Regions from separate parts of the Gossypium hirsutum genome. Here region 2 is linked to region 1. Evidence: chromatin contacts called from public Hi-C data. All regions are on one chromosome and are shown on one strand. The core of a region is the stretch at or near the end of the contact, and the rest is flanking DNA. Distances in the headings are between cores, read along the strand shown. Region 1 has its middle 33 kb from the start of LOC107948592. Region 2 holds the start of LOC121203000.

The links. A called contact is a pair of places that touch in the nucleus more often than the background predicts.
Region 2: a Hi-C map of hypocotyl shows a contact between it and region 1, with 2.1 times the contacts expected there. The contact joins the promoter of LOC121203000 here to the enhancer-like site in region 1. A contact is called at or near these places in 2 of 34 Hi-C or Micro-C datasets (hypocotyl and leaf).

Annotation. Positions count from the first base shown.
Region 1 is chrA04:77,233,003-77,240,915 of Gossypium_hirsutum_v2.1, reverse strand. No RefSeq gene overlaps it. Among protein-coding and RNA genes, the nearest start is that of LOC107948592, 33 kb to the right of the region's middle. Within about 2 kb of position 4,370, at least 2 of the 9 cell types and tissues checked have an H3K27ac peak or open chromatin away from gene starts, as enhancers often do. A contact at or near this core is called in hypocotyl and leaf, where this site is marked.
Region 2 is chrA04:77,591,459-77,599,371 of Gossypium_hirsutum_v2.1, reverse strand. LOC121203000 reads right to left here and starts at 4,854. Exons shown (of 6, transcript XM_041111412.1): 1 at 4,484-4,854; 2 at 4,227-4,322; 3 at 3,369-3,430; 4 at 3,180-3,238; 5 at 3,039-3,092; 6 at 2,414-2,649. The coding sequence starts at 4,306. The coding sequence ends at 3,081. LOC107948061 (protein trichome birefringence-like 3) reads right to left here. Exons shown (of 6, transcript XM_041111409.1): 6 at 7,603-7,913. The coding sequence ends at 7,785. LOC107948946 (protein SCO1 homolog 1, mitochondrial) reads right to left here and starts at 1,588. Exons shown (of 7, transcript XM_016883621.2): 1 at 1,262-1,588; 2 at 981-1,169; 3 at 775-865; 4 at 175-387. The coding sequence starts at 1,414.

The DNA of each region.
Region 1 (7,913 bases), core at 3,121-5,620:
ACTATCCATCAGCCAATATCAGTACAATATGGTAAAGCAATTATGGTTACAATAGCATATATAGGTTATATTGGTTATATTGGCATATAAATGTAAATGATTATTGTAATCTAGCCATTGGAATAACTAATGATGATTATGTTTTGCTACATGTATATATATGTATTTAAGTTTACTTTATGGAGATTACATAAGTTTTTCTTATTGATTGATTGAGAAAGGTAAGATTTAAGCATGGATGCATGTAACAATATATCATGTTAGATGTTATAAATTGCTTGAATTCAATGCTTGAGCTGGTTGGTATTTGGATGTAAGTTTGGTGTAGGAATTTGGTATGATTTTAGATGAGAAATGAAGCTAGGAATGGCTTTATTTTATCCACATGGACAGAGACACGAGCGTCTATCTAGACCGTGTGTGACACACGGCCTGGTACATGGGCATGTGGTTAGGCTGTGTGTCTCCTGCACCTTAAATTCGAGAAAATAGTATGCTCAGAATTGAGCACACAGACAAAGACACGGGCGTGTGTCTCAGTCGTGTGTGCTACACGGCCTGGAATACGGGCGTGTGTCTTGGCCGTGTGCAACCTAAACCTAATTTCGAAAAGAATTAATTAACCACACGACCTAGCACACAGGCGTGTGGCATGGTCGTATGCACAAGTCAGAGAGTTATTCGGGGTCGAACACGACCTGTAGCACGGGAGTGTCCCAAGGTCACACGAGCGTGTCCCTCGGACCACAAGGGCGTGTGTGCCCTGTAACTTAGAAAACTTTTGAAAACTAGCAAAATTTTTATATAGTTTTCGATTAAGTCTCGACTCGATTCTATTACTTATTTTGGGCCTCGAGGGTCCATTTAAGGGACGTTATGAATAATCTCAGATAAAGAATAGTGATTGACATGATTTATTTGTAAATATTATGAAAGTTTTGATAATATTCTGTAACCCTATTTCAGTGACGGATATGGATTAAGGGTGTTACACTCAGTTAGTGGATGGGACATAAATCTCGGTGGGTCGATGTTCAATGTTAGGAATACTTACTAGGGAATGGCAGCAACTTCTAGTGGTTGGGAATAGCAGTAACTTCTAGTGGTTGGGAATCGATACGTACATAAGAATGGATGATGTACTCCCTACAACGTCCATCGGCAAGGGAACCTCTAACATGGCAGACGTTAATAGGTCCGAGAATGAAGATGAAAATGAATCCGATATGGATCCACCCTAGGAGCCCAATGCCGACAGTTTAGAAGTTGTATTATTTTTTGAACCAAAGCCTATTCCAATTGAACCAGAAGAAGGTGAAGTGGTGAAGATGAAGAAAAAGAAGATCCACGATTCATGGCATACTTGCCGCCAGCCCATATGCATAATGTTGATCTATCAACAGGGGATGGGTTGAAGTTTGTAGAACTATCACACAAGAGGCCTAGCCACACAAGTCATTCGTTAGATTCTGGTGATTTGGAAATGGGCAAGGAGTTTTTCAGTAAAAATGGTTTTATTGCTGCATTGAAGCTATACAGCATCAAGAACGGGGTTAACTTCCATATGTTAAATCCAAATCTGAGACATTCGAGGCCAAGTGTGCAATACGATATGATAGATGCACATGAAAAATTATGGCTTTGTGAAGAAAAAAATGGGGTTATGGACGATAGAAAAGTTCACCAGTCTGTATACGTGTGTTGCCTCTGGTACAGTATCACTGGGTTTTTAAGGTTTTATTAATTAGGGTTTTAGATACAATTCCACTTAATTAACGTACTCGTGGGGTTGCAGGTGTTTCAAGGGGTCATCCAAAGTTGGATTCAGATGTGATCATAGGCATAATATTACTGATGGTTAAAGCGGATCCGAGGACTATTGTTTCCATTTTAATTACAAATATTTGTAGCCAATTCAACTATACGCCTTCGTACTGCAATGTGTGGATAGCAAAGTAGAAGGCGTTGGAGAAGATGTATAGTGGGTAGGACGAGTCATACAATGAGGTGTGACAATGGTGTCAAGTGCTGGAGAGGTACGTCCCAGGTTGCGTAACAGATCTTGAAACAGAGACTGCATACTACAGCGATCGCTTTCAGTCGTATATAGTTCAATTACATTATTTGTATATAATTGAAAATTAAATATATTACTAAATAGAAATTGACTATGTTATTTGTATATAGTTCAAAATTAAATAAATACATACATCTACTTCTGATCGTTGGTCTAATAGAAGCCGTATATCTTAAAGCTTGATAGATAATCCCACATGACCGGTGCATGGTTCCACCTATTTAAATAACTTATTAGCATAATAATTTAAATTTAAATCAATTAATCATGAGGATATCTACTAAATTTTACCTTGTTACGAGTGAGAATGTATACGGGTAGTTCTCTCGATGACGTAAAAATGGAAACCAGAATCGGGCCCATGATTGTAGTAGTAAAAAGCAACCACCAATTTTGATTTTCACTGGTTGTATCGCCTGACACATCTCCTGGTACAATTTTACCAACACAGCGGATCCCCAACTGAGTTCGCCTGCTCCTCTAAAATCGACGAGTTTCAGCGATCACCTTAGATGGACGGGATTTCGTGACTTATTCGACATCAAAATACCCCCAATGATTTAAAGGATATACGCCCGAGCGTATCATTCTCTTTCGGCTTCAGTCGAATCCTCAACTAGCTCCGCAAAATTTTTTCGTATCCAAGGGATTTCAATCCGACCTCTGTAAATCATTTCTGGAATCACACCCAAAAGATCTAAACATACAGCTCATCAATCACCAGACGGAATAGACCCGGTGACTACTGACCTATCCACGGATAACCCCAACTATAAATGCACGTCCTCTAAAGTGATAGTACACTCGCCGCATGAAAGATAGAATGTGTGCGTCTCAGGTCTCCATCTCTCCACTAACGCGCTTATGAGTTTCAGGTCTAACTTATATCCCCAGCCTACAAAGGCCATGTACCAAAAATCAGCTTCCCTCAAGTATGTTTTGATCAACGGTGATGGAGGACCGGGTAGATTACGAATATGATATTGCAAAATTCGATCTTCCACCTCTTTATGTAAAAATTATAAAAAATATTAAGTTAAAATATAACAATGAAATAAAAAATTAAACAATATTAAAATTTATTCTTACCATTTGCATTTGGTTGACAAAGATGTGCTTGTTATCAAGATGGATTAGAGACCCGACCATTGCTAAATTATATTGAATACGAATAAATTTTTAATAAAAAATTATTTCTTGAAAACATTAATCAATAATAATAAATAGAATTTAGATAAAAATAGAATTTAGAAAAAAAAATTAAGAGAGAATTTGAGAGATTTTTTAGAGTTGATTGAGAAATTTGAGAGATTTAAGAGAGAATTGTGAGAAATGTGAGTGAGAAGAAGGTGTGGAGAGGTTATAGTTTTTTTTTTAACGTTGGGGGGGTAACGACTATTTAAAATACAGTGGAAAGTGACCGTTGGGGGAACGTGTTGACTTGGACGTGTTTTACTAGTCAGGAGGGAAAAAAGCGTTGAGTTGGACGCGCTTTTTTGATTTTCCCCTAAAAACGTCAGTAGCTGGGCGCATTTTTGTATTTTCGGCTCATTTTTGTAATTTTCAACAAAAGTGGCCCATTTTTGTAATTTTTAAAAAAATGGGCCTTTTTTGGTATATTAGTCATAAATATTGGTAGTATTCTTTTCTTAGGTTCTAACTTGGCATGCTGACTAAATTGTTTTCATATGAAGAGACATGTAGTTAACAAAAAACAAACATGTTAAGAGACGTGTAGTTAACGAAAAACAAACATTTTAAATTGACAATTTTTTTATGAAAGATATTAATAATATTATGATTGGATTGATTTTTAAATCGTAAAAGTAAGAAGATCTAATTTTAAACATTAAATATAGAAATTGAATCTCAAATTTTATCGAAATACAGAGATCGACAACAAATTTTGACCAAAAAAATATTTTTATTTTAATCTTTTAATCATATTTTTAGAAAAAAAATTCATTATTTAATTGTTAACGAAAATTTTAAAATTAAAATTATGTAATATGATTTGAATATAAATGTTTAAAGTGTGCATATATATAAAGGAATGCATGTGGTAGGGAAGCTATTGGTTTTTATTTTATATATTTAATTATTAAAAATGAGAACTATAAACCAATTTGAAAAATAAAGTATAATGAGGAAAATTCATGAACATAGATGGTTGGTCAAAACTCAAAAGAGAATATAAAGTTTAATTCCAATGGGTCAAGTTTAATGCATGAAATAAAGCTTTTCTTATATATGGAAAGTCCACATGGGGCTATGGTAATGGGATTCAACACCACCACACATGCCCAATAAATTCAAATTATAGACTTCTTTTTCGTCCCTTTGGGCCATTTGCCCTCAACTATCAAATCAACCCAATTTTTCATCATCATCACATCATTTTCTTTTTCTTTCATGATTGTCAAACTTTATTATATTTTGGATTGATGGATGAATTAATGTAAAATCAACTAAACTAATTAAATTAGATAAAAAATGTCAAAAACTATGTGAATTATACTTAAAGCTAATTTTATTTTTGTTATATATATTATAGATTAAACCCTTAATTGAGTTGGTATGACTAGTCAACTAAGCATCAACTTATGTAAGTAATGGCTAAAATATCATTGTTTTATAAAATATATTATATTATTTTGGGGTGTGTTTTTTTATTTACATTTTATAGAAAAATATGTGCACATTATAGGATTTAAACCTAAAACACAATAATTTTTAACATTTTTTTAACCATTTCAATCAAAATCTTATTTTTTTAAATTTTTTTATAAATATATTTTTTTGTATAATTTTATTTTTCACTCACATCGTGTTATAAATTGAAAATAAAAATCTTTTTAAAAAATTTATTTTGTAATAGTTGAACTAGTGAGTTAATAAGTTGAAAAGAAAATCAATAGTGAATCTATGGTTTACAATATAATCCATGAATGAAGTTTACTTGCAATTTTATCTGCTCCAGAATTCTTAAACTGAGCTTCCTTATGTTTTTATTTCAGTTTGGTTCATCAAAATGGTTGATGCACTTCTATTTAAGATGGTCGAGGAGAATATCTGTCAAACAAAACAAAGGTGTGTTAAGCGACATTGGAGCTTATATAGTAAAACAAAAAGTAAATGCTCGAGTGAAGAAGTGGAAGGTGGTAAAACGATGCATGGTTAGGGAACATAGTTACCCTGGGTTCGAAAATTTATATAATCTATAATTTAACCCATTTACTATCCCTAAATTTTTTGTTTTTATTGTAATATAATAATTCTAAATGATGCTGATGTAAGTGTTATGGGATTAGAACTTAAGTCTCGTAAATTGTGTAACCTCAAATGATTTTTTATTTTAAATTCGTTTAAATTAATTTAACGCTCGAAAGATGAGAATTTATAAAAAAAAATTTAAAGCATTGAAATAAAACGGAAACAAATACAAAAGATAAAGAAACACAAATCAAAGTTACAAGAAAGCAATGCACAGAAGATATTTAAGTAAATACTCTCAAATATATTTAATAATTATAAATGGAAAGATTACAAATTAAAAGGGAATGCTTTTATCTATATTTGAGCTCCCCCAGATCTAATGATATAGTTTAAAGTATATCGACGGTTCAAATCAAAACAAACCTACAAATTGAGATTTTTAAAAGAATTTTCTAAGATCTCTTAATATTACTTTACATATTTCTCCCAAAACTCTAATTTTATTTAAGTGTTTTATTGAATCAGTCAAATTTTAAGTAAATGAACTCTATATGTTCCATGAATCGAATCAATTCAAATGAATCAAATAAATTCTATTTAATCAATTCATGTATAATAATCACAAACTTTAATTCATGATGAGTGATACAAGACATGAGTTGGCATATTCAAAATACCCAATCCATAGAGATTGAAAATTTGAAATAGTCTTCTCCCAATATTTCAATGTATCCCTTCAGTTTCCTTTCAAAAATTAAAGCAAAGAAAAAAGAAGGGAAAAACCTAGTCAAATCCCATTGTCTTTCTCGACCCAAAAGCTGTCCCATTTTGTCTTGGATGTCGTAAGTTTGTTTAAATTAATTTTAACGTGGTTATTAAAAATAATGAGACCAAGATAATGATGAGATCGATGCTGAATTTTTTGTATGGTTCCCCCATATATTAAACACGAAATTTCATGTAACTTGTTCCACTAAAGGCCGACACTATACATATATAATTGTTATTGAGAAGAGTAAAAGTTCCCCAACACCCAATGGCTTTAATCAATTTGTCCTTAGCTTCACCCTCACGAATGGCTTCTTCCTATATCTATATCTGTATCCGCATGACACCTCATTTACCTCACTGTAATATTTATAAACTCACTCGAATGATTTTCGACTTGAGGTTTATTTGAATGGACCACACAGTTACTTTTATTAAGATTAAAAATAATTATGGTGATAAGATTAACTATTATTACAGTGAGGTAAAAATTTTTACTGTATTACAGACATCGTCAATCCAAAGACACTCTTAGATTAATTATTTTTTATTAAATAGTTAAATTTAATAAGTTATAATATGCTTCAATTTTTTTATTATTTGTATATTTGGAATTTAATCCTCATAAATTTCGAATTTAAAAATTCACATTTAATTGTTAACATTATTAAAATTCTTCTATTAAATTTATTTATGTAACATTCTAAAACTTAAAACAATATTCACTCGATAATCATGTCAAAAAAATAACATCGTAATGGACCTAAATTTAACAAAAGTATACGTCAACATTTTAATTAAAATAAAATATTTAGACTAACTAATTACATTATAAATGATGTGGTAGCAAATTATGTCAAAAATTAAAGTATAAAGATTAAATCTCAAATTTGAGCATAATATAGGAACTGAAATTGAATTTTTATAATTTTTATATAATCTAAAAATTAGAGGGACCATAATTAAATTTAACCATTATTGTTAATAATGAAAAAAAAAATTGGACATGCATATATGTATATATATATTAATATGGATATTATCTTAAAAAGCATTAATATATCATTTGGTATGTAAGTTTTACTTTAATGTTCAATTTGATACATGACTTTAGTTTTAATGTTTAATCTAGTCACCAGGCCAATCTGCATCATAAAACCTAATGAATATTTGACTTGTGTGATCTAATAAAAAAAACATAAGTACTTAATCAAAACAAAAAAAAAACTAATGTATTAAATTGAATATTAAAACTAAATTTAAATACCAAATACTATATTAACCTTATAAAAAATACTATATTCGGCTACGTTCTTTTGAGTTTTCCCTTCAATTAACGTCTTGACTTTGCCTCCCTTCTTTACAAGTTCCTTTTTTCAAATTGAAACAGAGCGACTATTGGGTCACTTGTACAACTATGCAGGGGCGGGCGGGTTAGGTTTGGTTGCATCTTAGTTCCAAATTACAAAATTTTTATTTTTAGTGGATTATAAGAAGAGAGTAAAACTCTAACATTAACGTGATTCGAATACATTTGAGACGGTGAACACCGCAATCATCGTACCAACACACAAAGTAATTAATAATATTAAGCTTAAACATTGAATTGGTTCAGTTTGTCCATTTGATTTTACTATTTAGATATTAATGAATTATTTAAAATATATTATGATTTATTTTTATAGTAAATTGCACCCATGGTCACATTTGTTTACTTAAGGTTACATTTCAATCACTTATGTTTGAAATGTTATGTTTTAGTTACTTACATTATCGTGTTGTAACATTTTAGTCACCGAGCCGTGAATTATTGTTAACGATGTAAAGGTAAGCTGACGTGACACATTAAATT
Region 2 (7,913 bases), core at 3,605-6,104, 360 kb before region 1:
CTACAAATGGATCACTTGAGTTGTTTCTAGCCTGACAAATTCTTGTCTCATATTCTAGTTTCATTATAAATAAAGAATCACATTAGTTTCTTTGATGATATGCAAGTTTTTAAATAACTAAACATACAATTCATAATTTTATTTTCTGGCCAAGTGAAACTATCAGCAACTTACTTATTTTGTCAATAGCAGCAGCTAGCTTTAGCAGCTCATCTGGGCAGATATCTGGACAGTGAGTGAAGCCAAAATAAACCAAAGTCCACTTCCCCTTAAAGTCTTTCTCAGTAACACGTTTACCGTCATGATTTACAAGACTAAATGGACCCCCGATGGCTGCTTTTCCAGCTGATGGTCCTTCTTTCACAGCCTTTGAAGCATTACTAATTTCTGCAGTAGTAAAACTTCAAGTCTTCAACCAATACGAGCAGAAAAAGAAAAAGTGATATGATACTAGTAATTAGTAATTGAAAATTGGAGACATTTCATTCATCGCCTAGCTGAACCATAAGAACTCTTTTCTGCCAAAGTTCAATTCATTTTGACAACACTGCTACTCTTAAATAAAGCCTAAAAAACACATTGTGATGCCCAAACTTGCAAGTTACAACTTTTAAAAGACTATCTTGCATATTGTAGAACCATGGAACTATGACATTAACGATGCCCGAAGTCGCAAGTTATAACTTTTAAAGACTCAACTGTTTATTGTGATGCTCTCTTTCCCAGCAATGCAAAACCTTTTAACATAACTTACAACTCACCATAGAAGTGTACCTTCAATATGTCTTTTCTTTAGATTGTCGTAGTAAAAAATAATACCGATTCCAGTGGCAAGCAGCAAAAGAAAACTCAACCATGAAACAGGCTGCAAATTCCAATCCAATCAAAACAAGATTCGAAACTTTTTAATCCAAAAAAAGGGGAAGTTTCAGAAAGAGAACAAATTAAGAAGCCAAAAAGGGGAATAAAAATTGAAGTACCCCGCCGCGAACAGGCTTGCCTTCACTACCACTGCTCTGCTGCGAACCTCCAGTGTTTTGGGTCTCTTCAGAATTGGTTTTCGATGACGAAGACGATTTCTCTTGATTTTCGGTAGGAGTTGCGGTGGAATTAGATAAAAACCTTCCATAAATTCCCAAGGATTTGAATTCAGCTCCAACAGGAATAACCTGTGAACCACCAAAAAAGAAAGATGAGAGATTGAAAGGATATTCTGGGTAACTTTCAAAAGGAGAAGAAAGAAATGAGGAGGGAAACGAACCGGAGGGAAGGAAGGGAGAGATGGAGCGCAAAGAGAGTGGGGGGTTATGGTTGAAGATGGAATGGAGGATCTGAATTGGCTCAGACTGCGGGCATAAAGACACCGATTAAAGCTTCGTAAACGAGATGCGTTTCTCCAAATAGCAGTAGCCATGGGATCTTTCCAGTCTTCAACTTTTGCGTTTCGATAAACCCTACTGTACTACGAAAGGAACAGGGGTTTTGCAAATAAAGGGAATTAGACATCATTTTAATTAGATCTCAACTCCACATTTCCTGCTGTATTGGGCTACTTTGGGAAGATTTGGAGTAGAATCCAAGCCCCACAGCCTATGTCCATGTGTTTTTTTATGATTTTTTTTCAGAGCTTTAAAAATAATAATGGTTAATCAAATACTACCACAGACCTTGATTTATATTTTTATAAATTGATAGTTCTTATTAGAAGGGTAAATTATATTACTAACTATTTAATTATTTTTAGTTAATTAATTATAAAAAATTACAAAATAAGTATTAGGTTATTTAATTTTATCTTTTTTTTATTAGCTGGTCAACGGTGGCCACTTTAAAAATTAACATAATAATAATTTTAACTATCAATATTTATAAATTATGTAATTTTAATTTTAATTCTTAACTTTGAATGTTATTTTTAAAAAGAAGAAAAGATGAAAATTATTATCATGAATTTTTGAATGTTTTTCATTTTATTTTTTATATTTTCAACACTAATAAATTTTTTTAAAACTTTTTAAGTAAAAAAATCTTAAAGAATAATAAGATTATTAAAAAAATTTAAATTACACAATATGTAAATATTATTTCAAAATCAAGATTAAATTTACACAACATAAAAATTTTAAAGTATAAAGTTATTTTATGAAAATTTCAAAATCTATAATTATTAATAAAAAAAGATAAAATTTAATAATTGAATGATAATTTCGTACATTTTTATAATTAATTGACAAAAAAATACCAGTAGTTGAGAGATATAATTGTGTGGATTGATGAGGCCAATCCAATCAATAGAACGTGAAATCTACTGACATGAAATCAATTTTTTTTAATATTTTTATTTTTATCTTTTTTAATAAAACCAAAAAAACCAACTCAACCAATCAATCCAACCGAATTCTGCAAACATTAATTCAATCCAAACACGAAAATTTTAATTAAAGACCCAGCTACAACCACGCCTCCGAACCCAATTTGCATCATCCCATACAATTGAATCAAGTCGAAACCCGAAACACAATAAAATTGAATTATTTTGTCTGAAAATCTCTTGGAAGTCAATGGTGGTTACCAAAAATGTTTATAGGGAGAGATGATCATTGATGCTCACATCTTTTGCCTATGATGAACAAACATCTTCAACCAGCACTGCAAGAGAGAGTTCATTTGACTTTGAACTTACCTTAAATCACAAGCCACACATTTTAACCTCTTATTTCATCAATTTAACATCTGGAAAAGTATATAAACATCAAGACCGAATGAAACGAGCAAATGCCACTATCCAAAATCACAACGAGTTCCATGTAACATAATACTACCACCAGCTTGTCAATATCACTCATTATAAATGGGATATATATATGTATCATTGCATATTCAAAAAGAAAACTTCTCCTACATTATCCAATTGGAAGAGAATAAACCACCTTTGAAATACATGCAGCAGTACCATAACCAGTGGATTAGAGGTGCCAAATTACGCCCCTCTATTTCAGAAAATGGATTCATATAGCAGTACATAAGCTAGAGATTACCAAAACTACGAGAGGGTCAGAGCAGTTGTACGAATACGATCATTAGTTTTTAGACTGCAAGGAAAACAATATGTGGTTAGAAACAATAAAATATCCACCAAAGGTAAAGTTTTAATATCAAGTTAAATAATTACAGCCAACCTCCATGTTTTTCGAGATTTCTTTCATTTGTTCAGCGAGTTCTTGCCTCTTCTTCTCAGCTGCATGCACCAAAGCCGGCAATTAACATCAGCAAGGTCTTTCGTTGGCTTTTTGTAGGATAATAGCAGGTTAAATTCACACACAGAATTTAGAAAAAGATCATAGTAACAGGACGAGACATGCACATACCCATACTGGAGATATCTTCTATCCTCTTTGATGTCCTCACAGCAAATCTTTGGAATGCAGGGCTGAAAAATAAAAAACATAAAAAACCAAAGAAGATAAAAAAGAAACAAAGGTTGGTCCTCGAAGGAATCATAGAGCAATGATTAATGTAAGCAAACAAACAATCAATGAAACTAAAAGGAAAAAGAACTCAGATTGCCTAAAACTATGAGAAAACTTTCCACCGGCTATTAAAGATCAAACTTCAATGTTCAATTATTTATTTTGTTCATATGAAAATTTTCTCAATCCCCCCCCCAACAAAAAAATCCAGTTCCAGATATTTTACACTGGAGATAGCATATGCCTAACATTAACAACTCTATCGAAGCAAACCAAATTTCGGAATCCTTTTCCTAGATGATTCACAAACTTTAAAAACAAAATTTGGTCTCAAGCATTTGAAAAGATATATTAAACAAAAAGTCAATATCATTTCAAATAAATTTGTACCAAAAAGGGAAAGGGGGCTGATTTTGAGGTAAAAATCTTCTCAAACCTCCTTAATCCATAATGCAAGGCATGTTGCACTATCGATGTGTGTGTGTGTGTGTGTGATTTGAGAATTGAGGCACTTTTGCTTCAAGTGAACGAACTGATGGGAAACAGAGCAGTCCCAGCAGCCAGAGAAAGAAGCTTCCATAAATAGTTAACAAACAACAAGCTATTTTCAAGTCTTTAGAATTACACGAACAAATATTCAACCTTTCTGATCTCGAGAAAATATTTTGATTTTTTTTCTTATTCTAGAAAAATAAATCAATAAGGAAAAAAAATCAATGGAAAATAATGAAAAATAAACCAGAGAAAAAAAGGTACCTATTTGCAAGTCTATCAACGACAAGCTCATTGACGACATAAGATATAACTCTGTGCATGAAATTTCCTCCTCCAGCCATGATCAGTTCCCAAAATCTGATAAAAAAATTAAAATAAAAACAAATATCAGATCAAAAAGCCCGAAGTCAAAAAAACCCTAATATTTTTGTTAGACAACAAAACAATCATTATGTAATTATATAAAAGGTTAAAAAAGAATTAACGCTAGGACTTATGATGATAAAGAGGAGTTTTACCTGGCAAATGAAAACGATGAAGACGATGTAGCAGGCTCCTTTGTTTCTCGAAGCTACCTGATCTCTGTTAAGGAGGCTTGAGTTTCGTTTATATCAGGCGCAGGCAGGACCGCACGAGTGTCCTTCTGAGTTGTGGGGTTGAAGCTGGGTCAGGGCTCAGGGGCTTTGATGGACCATGGCGATTAACAGGCCAGAAAACTTTTTTGTTGTCTAAACGAAAAGTTTAGCTCCTTGGGCCTTTCCAATTCTTTTTCTTTGTCTTGTTGGATTTATAGAATTCTATTTTCAACAATCAAGAAATTTTATATATTCTTTTACAAGGGAAATTACAAGTTTGATACATATTCCCGGACAAAGGATCGAGACGCAACTCCTCCAATTCAAGCAAGGTCACTTGTACATAAATTTACCTCATTCATCTTTTAAAAATTAATAATGTCTCGTGTCATATCTTATAACTTTAAAAGTCAATCAAATCTAAATGAGATACCCATAATTTTGTCAATTGAGTCTTAGTTCGATTGGCATTGGCATTATTGTCAATGCAGAAGGTCATGAGTTTGAGTACGTTGAAGTGCATTATCTTCCTATTTAAGGGTTGGGGAGGGGTTATGAGTAGTTCTAGGCATAGTATCAAAAAGAGCAGTTATGATAAGAACCTTAATGAAATTAATGTTAAAAAAAAAAAAGATATCCATAATCTTAAAATTAGACTTGTAAGCTAAAGTGATCATTTTTGAAAGACCCACATTAAATCTTCAAACCTATAAAAATAAAGCCTTACTACCAATGCCCTATGAGGTCAGGATACCAGCAATATTTTGCCTATAACCACTATGGTCAACCTAGTCATCACGAGGGATATTCGTACAACACCACCCATCTAGCCTACCAATAGTATCACTAGCAAATTTACACGCAACCTCAGCCTTAGTACTACCATAGCTACCTAAATCAATATGAACCTCAAGTTGCAACTTGCAAATAACCCCCTACCCCTATTGCCACTAACTGACCATTCCTCCATCCAAAACAATATGAATGCGAGCCAACAATATACAAAACTACCGAAGCAACTCAAGCTCCTTCAAGAATAGTTCCAACGACATCAAGGAACATTGCAATAAAATGCCCAGCTCATACATGAATTTGAGGCACGTAAAGGCCATTAGCAAAAAAATACTAAAAGACAAGATAATGACGAATTGGGAAGGACCCTATGTAAAAAAGGTTAGCTGTGAATCATATCAATTGGTACGATTCAATAGTAAGTTCATCCTAAGAATGCGTATATTATGTAGTAACACCATCCCAACTAATATTAATATGTGAAGAGAAGGTGTAAAGATTCCCTATTTGTGATTTGTGTCATATGGTGAAGGAAACTGTGAAGCATCTAATGATAGGGTGTCAATAAGTGGGGTTGATATGGTTTGAAGCATGTTATAGTATTCATGTTGATAGGCAAGTGATCAATTTTGTATTAATTAAGTCATAAAAATATGATAGGTCTTGCCCATAAATTTAGGCAATAAATGTCATTTCAAATTTGACATAGAGTACATATAAAACAACATATACATGAACAACTTTGATCAACATTTTTGAAAAAAAAATACTATGCCTATAAATTGAAGAGGGTTGTTTGTTTTGGGGGGTAAATTACACCAATAGTCATTCAACTTTAGGGTAGCTGACAAAATAGTCACTTTGGTTTCAATTCAGTCACTCAACTTTTGAAAAATAACAAAACAGACCTTTTAACCATTTTTCATTATAAACGTAACGGAAAAGTGGCATGCCATTCTACTATGTAAACGACCCCAAATTAAAACCCTAGTTAGGCTGGGCGATAAAAGAAGAAGAAAAAGAAGAAGGAAAAAGGATGAGGAGAAGAGAAAAAATTTGAGATTTGTGACTGAGCCAGGAATCGAGAAAAGAAAAAAAAGTCATGGATCGCGGTGACGACGGTGAGGCAAGCTTCACAAAGAAAGGTTCCAGTGGTGAGAACGGTCGAGAGCTTTTCTTCGCCATATCCAGCCAAATGCACCATCTAATCTCTTCTCAGGTCATCTTTATTTCTTCTTCTTTGTACTAGATGCTTTGGACTTAGAATCTGCCATGGTTTAGGGATAAAACGATGCAATTGTTGCTATTTCCATTTCTTTTTCTCTATGGGATTTTTGTTTTCTTTATTACCTTTTGTCTTAAAACTTTTTATTGGTTTACTACCATGGTGATGTTTGGTAAGTATCTGATTGTGAGTGTTTTGTTGAGTACATATGGTTTGTATTGAAATGGAAACTCATTTGTCAGTTAATGGATCTTGTTGGTTATACCCATGTAAGGTCTAAACCTACAGTAGTTAATGGATGATGATGATGTTTAATGTTGACCATCATCTCTCTTTCGTGGAAAATGGAAAATGAAAACTGCATTTTTTTTAAAGTTGAGCATATTTGTGTTAGTGAAGAAGAAGAAGCAGATCACTATATTTGAAAATAGAGATTGTTGGGGTGGAGAAGAAAAAGCATAAACATATTGGGTCATTTACGTAAAAAGTAAAAAAATTGGGCCATTTATTAAAAAATAGAAAATGAAGGACGAAAAAAAATCACTCAACTTTGCCTCGTCCAACGTGGCAAGTTAACTAGCCACGTTAGCGGTCCCGTTAAGCCAGTGACGAAAAAAGTTAATGGGTGACTAATTTGTCACTTTTTGATAACGTTAGTGATTGTTTTGTTATTTTTCTAAAGTTGAGTAATTGAATTGAAACCAGAATGACTGTTTTGTCAGCTACCCAAAATTGAGTGACTGTTGGTGTAATTTACCCTTCTTCTTCTTTTTTTTTTCATTTTAATATTTCATACTTATGTTATCCACGAAATAAGTACATATATATTTACAATTTGAACCATGTGTTTTAAATATTATACGCAACGTATTTGAATCACATTTAAAGCCTAAATTAATAAGTAAGTTCATTGAAGGAGTTGATTGATACAATATTAGTACTTAAAAGGATATTAGAAGTCTTTGAAATTTGGGACCAATTTAGAAACTATGGTTTGATGATATTCGGCGATAATAACCCAAAATTCGAATAAATCATGATTAAAGAAAATGAAATGATTCAGCTGTTGTTTCTTGTAATTTGATAGGAAACAACATCTTGTATGCACAAAATTTGCTTAAGAATACAACTTGCAATATACAAATCAAAAGAACTTTGAATTAACGCATAACAAGCAGATTAATTCCCTTCTCGGTTTCTGTGGAGTGAAAAAATGAAAATAAAAATCTACAAATGTGCTAAAAATATTTGATTCCAAGTATCGGGAACACCAGGCAAGCACCAATGGATGCAATCGGCATGACGGCCTGGATCTGCTTTTTCCTCGTCGTTCAAAAGCCGTCCCCCAGTTTCGGT